Regions from separate parts of the Sus scrofa genome. Here all the other regions are linked to region 3. The links are chromatin contacts, called in public HiChIP or PLAC-seq and promoter capture Hi-C maps. All regions are on one chromosome and are shown on one strand. The core of a region is the stretch at or near the end of the contact, and the rest is flanking DNA. Distances in the headings are between cores, read along the strand shown.

Region 1 (4,511 bases), core at 1,209-3,708, 370 kb after region 3:
GAGGAATGAATAGTTCTTTCAAAAACTGGTAAGAAAACAAACCAACCTTCCACAATCTCTTTCCTACCAGGGAGAACACTAATTCCTAGGAAGCTATAACATTGTATCTACATTTTAAAAACAACCTTTCTGTTTCAAAAATGTGGCCTTCAACTCTACAACAGAAATGACACTTTAAAACTGCATACTCCCAGTACTCTTACTTTGAGAAGGAAAGAATTAAAAGAGGGATAGTATCTACTGAATCTGTTGCTTGCCTTTACTCTGACCAGAAAACTTAGCAGTTACTACTTCATTTTCTCTCACTGACAAAAAGTATAATCTAAACCAGGAGAAAACCAAACCAATTTGGGTGAATAATGGACCAAATAATCAAAACAGCACGTAAAGAAATCTTATAAATGGGTTGAAACAAATCTGTATGTCCTTTAAAATAATAAGATTTTAAAAAAACCTTTTTTCTAGAACTTTTCTTGTGGTGTAGTGAGTTAAGTATCCAGTATTGTCACTGCAGTGGCTTGGGTCACCACTGAAGCACGGGTTTGATCCTTGGCCCAAGAACTTCCACAGGCTGCAGGCTCGACCAAAAAACTAAACTGTTCAAGGCACTTGGATTAAACCATTGAACAAAATGATGATCCCTGTCTTGCCAGAGTTCACATGCTAGCAAGAAAACATCCTTATCCAGCTATTTTCTTTCTGAACATAATAACCCAAGTGTTAAGTATCAAAACACTTTCTGAAATTCTATGTGCCAGCCAACTTCTAGTTCGGAGTCTCATCTTCTGGCAGGCACTGTTTCATTATAAGCATAAAGTCTGGAGCCAAACTGCTTGAGTCCAAATCCTACCCCAGTACTCCCCAGCTGTATGACCTTGGCCAAGTTACTGATCCCTCGTTTATAAAACAAAAATAATCACAACAACTATCCCACTGGACTATGTAAATTAAAGGAGTTACAATGTGTACTTAATTTGGTACACGGAGGTACTAGAATATCAACTATTATTATTTTAATTAAATTTACAGAAAACCAGTTACTAAGGCAATAGTGGGAGAAAAAAAATAACATCAAAGGTACCTTTAAAAACTTTTATCTAGCCCATTTACTCCTTCACTACTGCCTTCAAGAGTTCATCCCCTATTCCTGAAACCTCATGGAAATCCATTTCATCTGTAACCTACCTTACACTCTTTTCCAAATGCTTATTCACCACACTCCTCCCACCTCAGACTACACTCCATTCTTTATCCCATACTGACCCCAAGGCCCAGCTTCTTTATTCTTTACCCCATAAATACCCCAAGGCCTGCTTCTTTTGTTCTTTATCCCCGAAGTACCTTGAGCCCTTTGCCTTAGGGTACAGGGATCTGAGACTAGTTCTCCCATCTCATTTGGCTGCCCTGTGAATAAACCCTCTCTATGCTGCAAACCTGGGCATCTCAGCGTTTGGCTTGCTGAGAGTTGGGTAATAGTCTCAGCTGAATTTACTTGACTTCTAGGTTAACTTGTATATAAAAGTTACAAAATGTTATCTCCATATAGATCATGCACAACATCAATTCATGGTTAGAGCTTGTATAAACATAGAGTTAAAACGCTTTTAATCTAATGAGAAAATTTCTTAAAAGGTCAAAATTACTTATTTTCCATAAAATTACAACAGCAATTATCTTAAGAAACTTTAGCATCAGAACCAACAAATGTGGCTATGTAATTACCTAGTTCTAAACGCATGTATATGTAAATAGCACGCTCAGTCACTAGGATCTATCTATACCTTTGCAGTTATCTGTAATAACAAAATTAATTCTCAATTTCGATCACTGCATTAAAAAAAAGTACAGTCATCTGAAATTGATGGCTTATCCTCGTTTATTAAAAATAGGCTTCATTCTTGGTCCAAAGTGTATAAGGGATCAACAACCTCAAAAAGGTTATTGCCCACAATTTAGAAGCGAAGTATACACTGCAAACGTTGTTTTCCCCAAAGCGAGGTCTACTTGTTAATATAAGGGTGCCTACCGACAACTATGTAGGCTAGTAAACCCACTTCCGAAGCTGCTTTTAAAGAGATCAATTTTGGTAAACAAGAACTGAAAGCGTATTTCTGATCACTTTTTACACCCTTCAGGTGGGAGGCGCTGCGGCACAATCCATCAACAATCTTAGTCCACAGGCACAGTTTCGACCTAGCATGGGGTGCTAAACCCTGAAGTACGGAGCTTCAGTGCCGCAGGACCTCCAACTGTCTAGCGGAAATTACAGCGAATGGGCCAAAAAAGTGTGTTGACTCCCCCACCCATCCCGTCCCCAAATCCAGCCTACACAGATACCACCACGGAGCCGATTTTCGAAGACAGCTATGGGCTGCTCCTTCCTCCCAAGTCTGACAGATAAGAAGCGCCCTCTCGAGAGAGATCTGGCCCTCCAGAACGCAGCGGTAGGGAGTGACCTGCGGTCCCCAAGAAGCAGCAGGACGCTAAGCTTTCCCGAAGCCAAGTCCAAACGCCCGGGCTCCCAGGCCCCTCCCAGCCGGCGAGCGAGGAAGGGCAGAGCAAAGGGTGAAGGTGGCAGAGCTGAGGCTGGAAAACCGTCCCACAGGGCTTGCAGGACACCGGCCCACAGCGAAGGGCGGGGTGCCCTCTGTCCTCCCCAGGTCCCCGCCCCGGCCGCTCCCCGCTGGGCACCACGCTGAAGCGGCCCTGAGGACTGCCCAACTCCGCCCTCAGAGGCCCGGGCTACCTCAGGACTTGAGACCGCCGCCGCTCCCCGCAGCAGAGTCCAGGCGAACCACTCCGAGTTCCCGCCGTGTCGCCCCACAGAGCCGCCAGCAGAGCGTGGGGTCCGCGCGCCAGAAGCCTCGGGCTCAGGCGACCACGCCTCCCGCCCGCCCCACGCGACCCCGCCAACCACGCGCTCACGCCCCCAAGTGCCGGCGCCTTCAGCTCGCGGCGCGCGGCATGCCGGGACTCGGGCTTCCGGGCCACGTGATCCCGTGCTGCCCGGTAGTGACGTCACAGCGCGCGCGTGGCGAGACGCCTCTTCCGCAAACAGAGTCGTGGATGGCTAGACGGTGAGTGTGTGGCTCCGGCGCTGGGTCCGTACCCTTTGTGTGTGGCGGCCGCCGGGTGGAAGGGGAGCTCTGACTGCTGGCCGGGCTGTTCGGCGGACACCGGTACCCCTTGGCGCGGAGCGCGCCCAGGTCGGAGAGACCCGAGAGCGGCTTCAGGACTGCCAGGCTGTCGGAGCCGGAGCGGCCAGCCGCCTGGCCTGCGCGGAGGGCTGGAACCCGAGCCGGGCCGCCCCGGGCGGCTCTGTGCGTCCTTGGGCCTGAGGAGACCTGGCTGGCTGGCTGGCAGTTCAGACATGGAGCTCACCTGCTGGAGCTCGAGCTCCTGGCCCGTCGTCCCCGGGCAACTTCGGGGGTGACTGCTGCGCAGGTCACGGAGATGCCAGGCAGGTCGTTGATGCGCATCCACGGCTGTGTCTATCGACTCTTTACCCGAGTCTTTCTTCCAGGGTTCCGAAGGGCAGTCCTCTTGCGTCGGGAGCTTAATCATTATTCCACTGGGATGTTGGGTCCAAACATTCGTACCCATTTCTGGGGTCGTTTGAAATTCTGTGCTGTTTATTCTGACTGAATGGTCTTTAGGGCATCTCATCTGTGGAAATATCACAGATAAATATAAATAAATTTAACTTACATTCCCAATACTGAATTTAGGCTTTACATTTACAGTTAAAACTAATTATAGCTAAAGATAATAAATTGCTTTGATTTATTTGGAATTAAAACCGGCTTCTACTTCTTATTAGGAAGTAATTAGCAAGGAGGAGAGCTAGGGACTTGATAATTTGGTGGGCAGTTTTATTAGATAATCATTTTAAGTAGTTATTCAGAAAATTACATTTATGGGTAATTCTTTTTCTCTGTTTCAGTTCTTCCAGTTTTGGCACGTCTTGGTATTTTGTTACCTCAAACCTTGGGTAGTAAAAGCTAATATCCTTTGAAACCCTTACTGATTTAGAGTGATTTTTTACCCATTTCGTTAAGTGACTATTTCTGCTCTAGAGAGAAGAAATACTCAGAAGACTTTGTCTCTCTCTTTGTAACTTTTAAGTTCTGAATTTGCTGAATCTTACTGAGTTTTGGACTTTTGCTTTCTCTTCTCCACTTGGTTTTAATAATACAGCCTAACGTTTTAATAGTGGTATATATAAGCTGTAAACTTTCTGAAGACTCACTCACAGTGCCTTATTGAGCTTTTCTGTAGTAGGAGTTAACTAAACTTGTTGAAGTACTTATTAAGTTCTTATCCAGTAAATAGTTCACTTATTTCTCTCCAACTCCCATTTCACACATAGGCCTAAATACATTTGAAAAAGACTAATGGTCCTTAAGTTGCTGGCTGAGTCTTGAAACTTTTTGTCCAGCCATTCTGCTTTCTTGGATTTCTAATCTCATTCTGACTCCCATTATGAAATAAGTATTTTAGCAGTCAGCTGT
Region 2 (3,876 bases), core at 1,186-3,685, 470 kb before region 3:
ATGTGGAGCTTCTGTTGTGTTGGGCCCTCTCCGAAGCCTGGGAATATTCAGCCTATGAAATAACGACTGATAATGGACAGGAGTGTGCCACATGTGAAAAAATATCTTCCAATGTCAAATCCATTAAGGGTGTGGATTAAAATGAACCATTACCCAAGCTGGACAGGAAAACAAGTTACTGAATGTCGGGTCTAGGCCAGGTGCTGCCAAGCAGTGGGGAGTCCACAGGGGGACCAGAACCAGCGAGGAAGTTCCCTTCATGGCTTAGCAGTTAACAAACCCAACTAGGATCCATGAGGTTGCGGGTTTGATTCCTGGCTTCGCTCAGTGGGTTAAGGATTCGGTGTTGCTGTGAGCTGGGGTGTAGGTCACAGATGTGGCTTGGATCCCGAGTTGCTGTGGCTGCAGCATAGGCCGGTAGCTACAGCTCCGGCTGGACCGCTAGCCTTGGAACCTCCATATGCTGTGGGAGTGGTCCTAAAAAGCAAAAAAAAAAAAAAAAAAAAAAAAGGAAAGAAAAAGAAAGAAACTCAGACAAATAAGGAAGAGTCCTGGGAACAAATCCAGTCCAGGATGGAACCACAGGTGCAATGGTACAAAACCTGGAAGGAGAAGGAACAGAGGCAGCACAGAGAAGCACGTGGTTATGTTTAAGAGACCTAGGAATGTCACAAGCAAAGTGACACCTAGCCTGAGATTTGAAGGATCTATAGTTCACCAGCCAAACAGTGTCAGAACTTTATGCATCTGCAATGGGAGAAAAGATCTAGTTCCCAGGGTTACTAGTGTGAGGACCAAGTGCAATGACATATGTAAAAGCACTATTAAAACTGCATGGCGATAACTAGATTTAGATTCTCATTTCCAATTATTCTGAAAGCTATTTGAGAGTAAGTGCTCTTTACTGTCACCACATTAAGCAGTTTCTGTGTTACAATAAAGTACAGAACTGGGTACATGGTATGTACTCCATCAACAGTATTAGTTTGTTGACTAACAAGTCCCCTTATACCTCTAGCAGTAATCCCTGAATTTAATGCTGAGAGAACCACCAAAGAAATTTTTTCCCTCAGCTCTCTATGCTAAAATCATTCAAAGAATAATACATATAAAAGAAATTAACTTTAAATTTAGAGCACCTCGATTTGGAGAACTGGCTTTTCTGTTTGACCATATGAGTACTTTTTAGTTGCTTTATCTTCGGTTTTACTCCTCTGAGAATTACACCTAAGAACAGATACCTCACACATCAAATTCTTTTCCCAAGGAACCTCACTGGAAAAACACTTTTACCAGCCGCACAAACCTAAAGGAAAATGCGTCTTCTCAGAGTCCCTTGTAGGTAGCAGAGTAATGCCCTGGTGTCCCCATCCACATTTTCAGGGAAGTACCAGGGAATATGTGTCTGGGGCCTACAAGAGACTTCCTTACACCTCAGCACCGATTCACCGACACTAGGTGCCATTCGAAAGAAAGGACTTTTAGGTAAGATTCCTCCATAAAAATTTCAAACTCACAAGGCAGATCCCTACCTGCTTACTGCATGTCAATAGTCACTAGGAGGGATTAGAGCAAGGAAAGGCAAAGAAATGGACGCAATGCAATAAACGGGAAAAGGCCTAGAGCATGGCAACTCAGAGTAGGAAAGAGGGGATAAGGAGGCTCCGAGGAGGAAACGTCAGGAATGCAGGTGCTATCACCGCCTTTTTAAAAGTGGAGAGGCTGCAAACACTTCCTCAAGGGCAAATGGAGAGTAAGCCCCCGGCTAGGGTCCTGCCCACCAGCCCCCGCGCCTCCGTATGCGGTCGGGGTCAGCCTGCGCGAGGCGAGATTCGCCACGGGCACAGCCGACGTGGGCTGCACCGCCGGACAGCCCTGCACGGAGGCTAGGGCCTCGCGGTGACAGAGGGGACACCGTTAATGACCCATTACTAGGCATTGGGGTCCTCCGGGCGCCAACCGCAGGCTGCAGTGACGGACACACCCCCCGGGGCGCAGGGCTCCGGCGGGACCGGCTCCCACACGCTCTGTTTCACCGGCCTCCCGGGCCCAGAGCGGACCCGCCGCTCCGAGGCCCTTCTCCACCCGGGCCCGGTGACCTTGACGCCCGGCGCCGGGCCGGAAGCGGGTTGCGGGCCGGAAGCGGACCGGGGGCGCGGAACTCACCGTCTGCAGGCAGAGCCGTTCGGTGGGTCCCGCGCGGCCGCCAGGCACGAGCGGCGGGGGCAGCCCGCGGGGCCGGCAAGCACCGCGGCCCCACAGCAGCAGGCAGCGGTGCGCCATGGCCGCCGGCGCGCCTCTCGGGCCCAGGCGCGGACTGGAAAGCAGCCTCGATGGCCCGTCAGGATCCGAACGGAGGCCACGGGAGGGTTCGCCCGCGACCCCACACTCTCCTGACGTCCTTTCGGGCCCCGGCGCGCTGACGTCAGCCGTACCGCGGCGTGCTCTAGGGCCCAGGGCCGTGGCTCCACCCCCGCAGCGTCCGGGACAGGCCGGAGGCGGGGTCTAAAGGAGGTGCTCAGACGGTGGTGGGCGGGGAAGGAGGCGGGGCCTAAAGGAAAAAGGGCGGAGGGCCCGTGCAGCGCAGCGGGCGGAGCTGGAGGCGGGGCCTAAGGGCGGAGCCTGGGGCAGGTGGGACACTTGCAGTAACGCCGCGCGCGCTGGAGCCCCGAGGCTCGCAGAGGCTGCTGAGGCCCCCACAGGTGGCCCCTTCCTTCAGGTGAGGCGTCCTGGACCCTTTGGGCGTCTCTCTCTAGGTAAGACCCTCATGGAGTGTGTTCTTGAGGGTGTGTTCAGTGGCGCCTTCTCCGCAGCAGCACCGCGGTCGGCTCTGTCAGCTGTGCGGTCCGTTTCTGGACGATGACCCTTCCTGGACAGGACAGGTGCGCCTGCCGAGGGCAGGGGCGGAGGGCTAGAGCAGACTGGGGGACGCGTCTGGGCGGCGGCGGGATGACCCGCCTGGCCAGAGGCCGGGTCCTCATCACCTCCGGGGCACAGCGGGAGAGCGCCGGCCAGGCGGGTTCTGAGGGCGCGGGGATGGCGCGGGAACGTCTCTGGATCTTGCTTCCCTTATGCGCCTCCCTGGGGCGGGGGAGTTTTGCTCCATTTTTGGTCTTTTTTTCTTTTTCCTTTTTTCCTGTGGCTATGGAAGTTGCCTGTCCCGGGAACGAACCCTCACACCTGCCGCAACTTCGGAATTCTTAATGAGCTGCTCCACAGCAGGCATTCGCCTTTTGGTTTCTCCGCTCTGCCTGGGCGTCGGGTGCTTGGTGGGCACTGTTCTGGTTAATTCTGTTGTAATGAGGGCATAGCGAGCAAATGTTACTTCTCTACTTCCCGCCTTTCTTTGTCTCTGGGACCCTTTGGGAGCAGGATGTAGGTTTCCTCACATGCTCATGCCTCCCTTCTCTCCTCATTTCTGGCTAACTGCCTGCTTTAACATTTCCCCCTTCCCCAAGGAGTCTGGACCCTTAAATTTTTTAAAAAATCAAAGAGTCCGTGGTCTGTTTTCTGTAGCGGCTTTAAGATGGAGCAGGGGCTTTGTCCCTATGTGTGGACAACTGCGTGTGGGGTCCAGACCATCTTGCCATCTGTCAGAGATCAGGGTCTTGGGGTCACTGACAGTGGCAGAGATGGAGAGTAGTGAATATTAGGAGGTTGCAGCCCTGTCCAGTGGATGTTGATAATGCCCATCTTCATGGCGGGACGGGTTGAAATCCCTGGCCTACCATTATCTACAGGTGAAACTGTTGTAATCTAGAAGAAACAAGCTTAAAAAGCAGGTTTAAAAGGCAGAGAGCAAAAATCAGTACAAGTATTATTGTGTCAGAGGTCCAAGTAGAGGTAGAAACCAGATTATGTTTGGTAATACTTCTC
Region 3 (4,132 bases), core at 1,533-4,032:
GGGGAGTACCTGACCTCTTTGTTCTTTTGTCCAAGAGGGCTCAGCCCCTCTTTTGATCCTGTCATTACCATTGTTTAACAAGTTCACAGAAGTTATTTGCCTTGTGCCTATTGTATTTCTATCTTGAAACATAGACAGGTGGCTGGTTGTAAATGTGAAAACAAGAGGCTAGTTGTTATGTGTCTATCCTGGAGCGCATTTATCTTCTGCTTCAGGTTCATACAATAAATTCAGCCTGATCCTACTTTATTTGCCTTCCACCGTTATTCCACACTCTTTTAAAAAATTGCTCTATAAAGAAGTTCCCGTCATGGCTCAGTGGTTAACGAATCTGACTAGGAGCCATGAGGTTGCGGGGGTTTAATCCCTGGCCTTGCTCAGTGGGTTAACGATCCGGCGTTGCCGTTGCGGTGACCTGTGCTGTGGGTCGCAGACGCGGCTCAGATCCCAAGTTGCTGTGGCTCTGGTGTAGGCTGGTGGCTACAGCTCCGATTAGACCCCTAGCCTGGGAACCTCCATATGCCATGGGTGAGGCCCTAGAAAAGGCAAAAGGACACACACACACAAATTTGCTGTATAAAAAAAAGAAAAAAAAATTGCTCTAAAAAATAATCTCTTTAAAAAAAATCCTTCTATTCAAGCTTCCACCCATATAATCTCTGACCTCCATTGATCTACTTACTGTCTCAAAACCTGTAATTTCTTCTTAAGGTTTGGAGCTTGTAGACACACAGAAACACAACCTGAATGTTGAGAGTTAAGTTTTTCGTTTTTTTGTTTTTGTTTTTTGTCTTTTCTAGGGCTGTACCTGCGGCATATGGAGGTTCCCAGGCTAGGGCTGTAGCCACCGGCCTACACCAGAGCCACAGCAACGTGGGATCTGAGCCGCGTCTTCGACCTACACCACAGCTCACGGCAACCACGGATCCTTAACCCACTGAGTGAGGCTTCCTAGTTGGATTCGTTAATCACTGAGCCATGACAGGAACTCCGAAAGTTAAGTTTTATTTGGGGCGAGATTAGGACTTAAGTCCAGGACAAACTTCTTAGGTAGCCCTGAGAAACTGCTCTGAGGTGAGGGAGGAAGCTAGGATATATGAGTTTTTGCAACAAACAGGAGGTAATAAGAACGAAAGATTTACGGATAACCAGATTTACAGAAGATGATTTATGGAAAACCAGTTTTTGTGGGAAGCCATAAAGGTCTTTGTGTAATCACTCTGTTGATATGGTTTCCTGAGTTCCCTCAGGGCTGACTGGCCCACCCTTGGCAGTAGCTGTTCTCACAGATGACATCTTTTGTTTTGTCCACTAACTTTCCAAAGAGGAAAGGAGGAATATCAAGACATGTCATACAGGTGAAGGGGGAGGTGCATGTAGCCTTGCACACATTTTACAGAAGTTTGCTGCTGGTCTTGTGAAGGTTACTACTAGTCACAGACATTAGTCATCATGAATGAATTTCAGTGTTTTTCTAGATATGAGAAGATGCAATAATTGGGCTCATAAAACCTTCCCCTAAAAATATCTAATAGTCTGAAGATCTGTTCATCCACTTTTCCCAGAGCGCAGAAGCCTCAGTCCTGGTCTCCACCCTGAGCTTAGGTCAGGGGGTACTGTGGGTGGGCAGCTGCAATAGAGGCTGATGGCAAGTGCTAAACTTCAGTTAACAAGCTCCTGTAAATCCATAGGACTTTCATAGACAGTACTTTCTTTGGAAATGAGTGCCTTTGAACTTATAAGTTATAATAGTTCTTAGTACTCATACCTGCAACTCAGGGATTTGGGGCTTTGCCTCTTGAAACGCCAATAGAAACTGACCATTTTTAGTGGTGGGGGGCAGGCACGTGAAGGCACTTCCAGCAAGACCAAGCATTCCCCACCTCCCGGTGGGGGCATCTCCCAGACAGCAGTCCGGCCTCCCTGCCGCAGCCAGACGCACGCCCGTCTGCGCTGCCCACTCTGGTGTGCACCCCCCTGACCCGCTCCAAGCACCGCGTCAGCGAACAGGGGCAGAGGATATTGAGTCAGGACAGAGGCCTGCTGACAGCAGTCTTAACCTTTGCATCCTCCCCAATTTCTACACATCGACAGTCAGTTAACTTTCTTCAGATGGTGGCGGGAGTCCCAAGAGGCCAAGGGACCCCGTGAGCTCAAAGGGCGGGGAAGAGTGAGGCCTCCGAGGGGAAGGACAGGCTCAGGAGGGTCCCGCTGATTGTGACGAGCCCGGGGCGTGACAGCGAAGCGTAACGGCCTAGGGCGTGGCCTCGCGGAATAGGCGGAGCCGAGGCGGGGCGGGCCTCGTAGGGTTGCTCGACCTTGGGCTGGATCTCTTGGGGTACGAAGGACTGGGGCGTGGCCTTACGGGGCTCTGTTGGGCTGAGCGCGGGGGCACACGGAGTTATGGTGGGCAGGGCGTGCCCTCACGGGGCTTGACGGCCGGGGGGAGGGGTGGGGCGGGCCCCCAGGGGTTTGACGGACATGGGGCGGGGCCCGCGGAGTGTAACAGGCGGGGCGGGTGTGTGGCCTCGCGGGGTAGGGAGGGCCGGGGCAGGGAAGGTCTGAGGATTATGAGGCTGGGGGGCGGGGCCTGGAAGGGAGTCTCACGGACTGGGGCGGGGCCTCGCGGGGTATATAAGGGGTTGGGGGGCGTGGCCTCGCCGGGTATGGATGGCTGGGGGCGGAGCTCGCGGGGTATGACGGGCCGAGGCGGGCCCTCGCAGGGTGTGATAGGGTAGGGGTGGGACCCCTCGGGTATGACGGGCTGGGGCGGGGCCTCGCAGGGAATGACGGGCCGGGGGTGGGGCGCCGCGCAGCCCGGGGCGCGCAAGCAGCACGCGGGAAGCACCGCTGCGCGCGCCCTGGCCCCTGGTCCCAGTGGGCTGCGGTCCGCGCGCAGCCGCGCCTCCCTCTCGGAGGCGGGAGGAGCCTGCCGCAGCCATGTTTGTGGCGCGCAGCATCGCGGCGGACCACAAGGATCTCATCCACGATGTGTCTTTCGACTTCCATGGGCGGCGGATGGCCACCTGCTCCAGCGACCAGAGCGTCAAGGTGCGCGCGGGGCCGAGCCCGGAAGTGGGGCAGGAGCGTGCGGGGCCCGCCATTGGAGCGGAGAGGCGCGTGGAGAGTTCGGTCCTCCCGATGTGAGGCGTACTCCTGGGCACGAGGCCTGGAGGTCGGCCGGTGGGCAGCCTCTGTCTTCCCCCCGGGTATTGTGGGATCACCGTCGCCCGAGGCCGCAGGGGGCGCGTGCTTGTACGCATCACGGCGGCGTGCGCGCCCCCGCGTGGGGGACGCCGGGCGCGCGGGTCAGCCCTTCTCGGTGGGAGCGCTGTGGCTGGCCCGTACCCGGGCCCTGGGTCCCAGAGTCGCCATCCGCGCCGTTTGGGTTTGTCCTCGCGGCGTCCCCGCCCTTCCGCAGACAGGCCGCGCGGTGAGAGCTCGCTCCTCCGGCTGTCGAGTTGGCTTGCGAGGGGCTGGCCCTCCGCCCTCCGTTTGGGTATAGCGTTAATGTCTGTTAACAGAACAGGTTTCCTTACCCGCTGAGTACTCGGTCTTCTAGTAGCTTTGTGCGCCAGCAGTGTTGCAGTGAAAATCATCATTAACTTAGCTTGTTGTATTTCTCCGGTGATTGCCTTAGGCACATTCCAGTAGAGAAATGAGTGCATCTTTTAAAAGCTTTTGAGAATAATCTGTAGATTGCCTTGTTGGGCTTGTATTACAACCGACGTAGAAGAGTATTGTGTTATTATCGTCCATGTCGGGCATCATCAGTGCAGTTCAAATTTTTGTTGTTTTGTTGTAGTGAGTACATATAACAAAATTCTCAACCACTTTTAAGTATACAGTCCAGTGGTATTAAGTACGTTCATATCTTTGTGCTACCGTCACCATCATCCATCTCCAGAACCTTTTGATTTGGCACTGTGCCCATTAAACATTCACTCAAAAGTCCCCCTGCCCTTGGCACCCACCTATCTGCTTTTTGTCTCTGAATTTGACTCCTCTGGGGACTCCTATAAGTGGAATCTTAAAATATTTATCTTTTTTGTGACTGCCTGATTTCACTTAGCATAATGTTTTGAAGTTTATACATGTAGCATGTATCATGATTGCTTTCCTGTAAAGGAAA

Evidence for each region. Promoter capture Hi-C pulls out the DNA fragments that hold promoters and counts their contacts. HiChIP or PLAC-seq counts read pairs in DNA pulled down with a chosen protein or histone mark.
Region 1: a contact with region 3 is called in an H3K27ac HiChIP or PLAC-seq map of alveolar macrophages. The contact joins the promoter of FAM210A here to the promoter of CEP192 in region 3. A contact is called at or near these places in 2 of 5 promoter capture datasets (fetal liver and liver), 4 of 47 Hi-C or Micro-C datasets (heart right ventricle, liver and skeletal muscle) and 1 of 2 datasets of contacts at active chromatin or transcription factors (alveolar macrophages).
Region 2: a contact with region 3 is called in a promoter capture Hi-C map of liver, with 3 times the contacts expected there. The contact joins the promoter of AFG3L2 here to the promoter of CEP192 in region 3. A contact is called at or near these places in 2 of 5 promoter capture datasets (fetal liver and liver) and 1 of 2 datasets of contacts at active chromatin or transcription factors (alveolar macrophages).

Annotation. Positions count from the first base shown.
Region 1 is chr6:96,361,387-96,365,897 of Sscrofa11.1, reverse strand. FAM210A (protein FAM210A) reads right to left here and starts at 2,458. Exons shown (of 5, transcript XM_021096018.1): 1 at 2,344-2,458. It overlaps RNMT (mRNA cap guanine-N7 methyltransferase), which reads left to right and starts at 3,084. Exons shown (of 12, transcript XM_021096015.1): 1 at 3,084-3,464.
Region 2 is chr6:97,199,449-97,203,324 of Sscrofa11.1, reverse strand. AFG3L2 (AFG3-like protein 2) reads right to left here and starts at 2,435. Exons shown (of 19, transcript XM_021096024.1): 1 at 2,167-2,435. The coding sequence starts at 2,283. It overlaps PRELID3A (PRELI domain containing protein 3A), which reads left to right and starts at 2,533. Exons shown (of 10, transcript XR_002344989.1): 1 at 2,533-2,756.
Region 3 is chr6:96,732,450-96,736,581 of Sscrofa11.1, reverse strand. It overlaps CEP192 (centrosomal protein of 192 kDa), which reads left to right and starts at 2,782. Exons shown (of 54, transcript XM_021096019.1): 1 at 2,782-3,051. The coding sequence starts at 2,941.